Regions from separate parts of the Sus scrofa genome. Here region 2 is linked to region 1. Evidence: chromatin contacts called from public HiChIP or PLAC-seq data. All regions are on one chromosome and are shown on one strand. Each heading gives the region's core, a stretch centred on a gene start, on an enhancer-like site or on the middle of the called end of the contact. The rest is flanking DNA. Distances are from core to core; before and after follow the strand shown.

Region 1 (2,510 bases), core at 5-2,504:
AAAAATTTTTAGACAATCAGGGAAATTTGAACAACTGACTTGTATTTGATGATATCAAGGTATTTAAAAAAATGTTTAATAGTAGTTTGGGCTTGTTTATTTTTTAATGATTTGATTTTTTCTGGGTTTAAATAAAAGAATCCTTTTCTTTTAAGAAACACATGTTGAAATGTTTATGAATGAAATGATATAAACTCTGGGATTTGCATCAAAATAATCTGGCTTAGGACTAAGGGTGGTTATGAGGCAACACTGTTGAAGCTGTATGATGTAGTACAATAGTCTATTGTACTATTTTCTCTACACCTATGTGCTAGAATTTTTTTTTTTTGTCTTTTTGCCTTTTCTAGGGCCACTCCCATGCATATGGAGGTTCATATGCATATGGAGTGGTCGAATCAGAGCTGTAGCTGCCCACCTACACTAGAGCCACAGCAAAGCAGGATCCAAACTGCGTCTATGACCTACACCACAGCTCACCGCAGCACTGGATCCTTAACCCACTGAGCAAGGCCAGAGATTAAACATGCAAACTCATGGTTCCTAGTCGGATTCATTAATCACTGAGCCATGATGGGAATTCTTAGAAATTTTTCATAATGTTTTTAAAAAATGTATAGCTCTGGGAGTTTCCTGGTGACACAGGTTAGGGATCTGGCGTTGTCACTGCTGTGTCTCAGGTTCAGTCCCTGGTCCTGGAACTTGTACATGCCATGGTTGTGGCCAAAAAAAAAAAAAAGTACAGCCCTGATTAATACTCTTCAAGGACACCCATTAATAACAGAAGAAAGTTCAACTACTACACTCTCCACAACCGGCCCAAAGCAACTGGTCCAGTTTTTACTTCTTTTTCTTTCCTACACACAGCTGTGCTCTAGTCATACAGAGTTGGTCACCAATTTCCAAACACACATGATGATTTTACACCTTGTACATAGTTTCCCTTATGTCATAGCTTACTAAAATCTCCATCTTCTAAAAACTATACTGATCCATCATGGATCAGCTCACATGTGCACTACCCATCCCCTCATCTGTCCGTGAAGTAAACACTCACTAGATACCTACTATGTGCCACTGTTCTAGGCTCTGGGGATACACCCTGCACAAGACAAAGTAACTGCATTCTTTCTAGTGAGGGGTGTTGGGGTGGAGAATAAACAAATTCTGCAGTATGTGCAGAGGGAACAGTTTAAACTGAGAAGTTAGGAAGTCCTCTGTCGTGAAGTGACACTGGAGCTGTGAGTTGAAGGCCTCAAAGTCATCAGTCATGCAAAAGCTCTGAAGGAAGTACGTGCTAAGCACTGGAAGAGATGATAATGGGTCTCAGGCAAGAGTGAACTTGGCATTTCAGAGGAACAGAGGAAAGCCACATGGATAGAGGTGCAAGCAAGGTGAGTGGGACAAGATGAGCTCAAAATCAGGGTCATGGAGGCCATGGAAAGGATTTGGGCTTTTGTTCCAGGTGCTATGGAAAACCACTAAGTAAACAGCTAACCCTCGAACATGACTGAGGGCCCTCTGGTCTCCAGCCTTGTGTTCCACCTCCCTCTCCCTTGCTTCTTTCAGTTCCTCAAACCAAGATTCTCCCTTGGCCACATCGCCGTTGCTGCTTCCTCTGTACCAACCCTATCCCCAAATCAGCCCTCGTTCACTCTGCAGATCCTCTTTCTCAGGAACACTTCCCTGACCCCTGGATGAGGTCAGGATCTTTGTTATAGACTCTCAAGGCAGGGTTTTTCTCTTACAGGGCACTCATGTCAGGGTGTTAACTGTACACGCCTTCTTGTGATTATTCCATTCATGTCTGCCTCCCCCTTCAAGATAATAGGCTCCATGAGTGCAAGTACCTTACCTACATTTGCTCATTGTTAGCTCCCTAGTATTCAGTACAATACACAACATAGTAGGTACTCAATAAATGTCTCTCAAAAGAAAGAAAAAAAATTAATAAAGGTTAAAAACACATTTAGTCAAAATATTTATATCCTTCCTAGGCAATACCTAAAGATCAGGACTAAGTAACTAAGTACTGAACTCAAGAGTGATTCCTTTTTTTTTTTTTTTTTTTTTGCCATGCCTGAGGCATGTGGAAGCTCCTGGGCCAGGGATTCAACCTGTCCCACAGCAATGACAAGGCTGGATCCTTACACTCACTGAGCCAGCAGGGAATTACCAGTGATTCTTAATCTTGATTGCCCATTATATTCCTGGGGAGGTTATAAAAAATGTTGATGCCCAGGCTGCAGAGCTAACCAATTAAGTCAGAATCAGTACTGAGAGACTGGGCATCAGTATTTTTCTTTTTTTTTTTTCTTTTTAGGGCCACATTTGTGGCACATGGGAGTTCCCAGGCTAGGGTCTAACCAGCCTACACCACAGCCACAGCAACGCCAGATCTGAGCCACATCTTCGAACTACACCACAGATCAGGGCAATGCTGAATCCTTAAGTTACTGAGCAAGGCCAGGGATCAAACCTACATCCTCATGGATACTAGTCGGGCTCAT
Region 2 (2,510 bases), core at 7-2,506, 130 kb before region 1:
CCATACAGTATCTTCTTTCCTAAACATCTACACTCACAGCTGCCTGAGGGTGGTTGGAAAAAAGAAGAGAAGAGAAAACTAATAAATAAGATTTTGTGTTCAACATGGTCATGTTTTAAAGCCTTCTGTTGAATGAAGGAATTTATCCATAGTTATCAGACTCCAGCCCCAAGAGATGGAGATCTGAGGTGAAATTCCAGGAGAAGAAGAAAAAAAGGAGAGCAAAACCCCAGATTCAGAACTAAGGTGGTAGCTCAGGGTAATGACAGCTAGGCAGAAGGTCACTTTCGGACTTCAGTGGATGGCTCGTAGGTAACTCGGATACCTCATGGTGCCCTGGGTTCCAAGTCTGAATTTGCAGTTAAGAAACATGGAGGAGGAGTTCCCACTGTGTCTCAGCAGGTTAAGAACCCAACATAGTATCCATGAGGATGAACGTGTCATAAACCTACAGCTGCGGCTTCAATTTGACCCCTAGCTTGGTAACTTCTATATGCTGTAGGTGTAGCCAGAAAAAAAGAAAATATGGAGGGCAAATCAGGAGCCTGGATCTCTTGTGTTTAAGATTCAGGCACATAGTAGGTGCACAATAAATATTTGTGGAATCCATTTATAAAGGTGATGATCTGTTAATCTACTGCCTTATTCCAATTTAGTCTAGAAGCTGGCCAAGCTGGGCACTTAGGTGGAAACCAATTAAGGGGGAATCTAGGGAAACAGGAGGCAAGAGAGAGGAGAGGAAAAATGCACATTTTATTCTAAAAATACAGATTAAAAAACATTCATTGCTTAATGGAAAAAACATGAATCCCAGCCAAAGTAGTGTTGTCCAGTAGTTACTGTAACCACAGTGCAGGTTATGTTTTCTAGGTGCTCTATACCCTGATAATACTACAGGCCTGCAAAAAGAAGATGACCACTTGGAGCCAGGGGCAGTGTATACTTACAAATGGTTTGTGGAAGAAAAACAGGGGCCTGGTCCCAATGACAGTAACTGCGTGACAAGGATGTACCACTCCCACGTAGACACTCCAAAAGATGTAACTTCGGGACTTATTGGACCGATTATCACTTGTAAAAGAGGTAACACTTTAAAAATCTCATTGTAGCAATAGAGCCATCCAGGATAGGTGGAGTCTCTCTCACCCCCACCGCCAATGGAATTCTACTCTTAAATGAGTGAGTGCTTTTTTCTGCCTTGACCTTGATTCAACCAGTTAAGAAAGTAATGCTGCCACTTGAACTCTGAGCTCTAGATGGCGATCTTGAGTCAAATGCCTCCCTTCAAATCTAATAATGCAGGTTGGACACTAGATGGTAGTCCAATATAATAATCTTCGCTTTAGCCTTTTTTACCTCAAATTCTGCCACCTTTTCTCTATCCTACAATGGAAGTGTTGAATCTGCATGCTGGGAGGAAATAGGAAGACAAGAGGCTATTTCCCTTCCTTGCATAATCAATTCCTTAGGGTTTTGTCTGTGACACTGCAAGATTTTACTTGTGTATTTTGAGTGAAATCAGAATCATCAGTTCATTTTATAGCAAAGTGAATTATTGCAAAGAGGAAGTTTTACTGTTCATTTTGTTTCAGGAACCCTTGATGGAGACATGGAAAAAAATATCAATGAGTCTTATGTTTTGCTGTTCTCTACAACTGATGAAAACAAGAGCTGGTATATCAATGAGAATATCAATACATATACTGAACCTGGCCAAGTTAATGCTAGCGACCCTGGCTTCCAGGAAAGCAATCGCATGCGCTGTAAGATCGTAAAGAACTTCCTCATTCATTATATCCTATAATTCTAAGTTCTGTGATTCTGTTTAGTTATTTCCATTTGCTCAAGTTTGTTTAGATGAGTTTCTGTGTCCCAGTTTTTCACTCAGAGATGCTGGTTTATATGCAAGTCATCTAATAAATCCTGCTGGTTTCCAAAGTTTCATAGCAAGTAGAGTTAGGTAACTGCATTTGTTTTCTGGTCTGATATTGATCAAAGGTAGATGGCAACAACATAGCGAAGATTTAATTTGAATGTAATAAAATATTATGGAATAACAAAAGCATAACTGACTGTATATCTTTTATGAAAATGTGTTTCTACATAGGACTTTTCAGAAAAGATGCTCTTGTTATCTCAGTCACCTTTCTCCTTGCTCTCTTCTTCCACAGACTTAACTTCTTTCTATTCTTTTCCCCTTCTTCACTACTTTCTGTCTTTCAGCCTACTTTTCCTCTACTTGCCTCTAAATTTCTATGCTCCTCACTTTTAATCATAAACAATGCTTATGACTTTCTTTTGGGGGGAAAAAACAAATCAATCCTGTTGTAGATTATGCATGAGAACAATGTTGACACAGCCAAGTTTTTGTTTTTGTTTTCGTTTTAGGGCTGCATCTGCGGCATATGGAAGTTCCCAGGCTAGGGGTCCAATCGGAGCTGCAGCTGCCGGCCTATGCCACAGCCACAGCAACGCCAAATCCGAGCCGCGTCTGCGACCTACACCACAGG

What was found. HiChIP or PLAC-seq counts read pairs in DNA pulled down with a chosen protein or histone mark.
Region 2: an H3K27ac HiChIP or PLAC-seq map of alveolar macrophages shows a contact between it and region 1. The contact joins two enhancer-like sites. A contact is called at or near these places in 1 of 47 Hi-C or Micro-C datasets (retroperitoneal adipose tissue) and 1 of 2 datasets of contacts at active chromatin or transcription factors (alveolar macrophages).

Annotation. Positions count from the first base shown.
Region 1 is chr13:89,376,250-89,378,759 of Sscrofa11.1, reverse strand. The region is part of intron 4 of HPS3 (HPS3, biogenesis of lysosomal organelles complex 2 subunit 1); the gene reads right to left. Among named protein-coding and RNA genes, the nearest start is that of HPS3, 17 kb to the right of the region's middle. Within about 2 kb of position 1,254, at least 8 of the 83 cell types and tissues checked have an H3K27ac peak or open chromatin away from gene starts, as enhancers often do. A contact at or near this core is called in alveolar macrophages, where this site is marked.
Region 2 is chr13:89,508,582-89,511,091 of Sscrofa11.1, reverse strand. LOC100158001 (ceruloplasmin (ferroxidase)-like) reads left to right here. Exons shown (of 19, transcript NM_001244603.1): 3 at 871-1,083; 4 at 1,593-1,763. Among named protein-coding and RNA genes, the nearest start is that of TM4SF18, 40 kb to the left of the region's middle. Within about 2 kb of position 1,256, at least 2 of the 83 cell types and tissues checked have an H3K27ac peak or open chromatin away from gene starts, as enhancers often do. A contact at or near this core is called in alveolar macrophages, where this site is marked.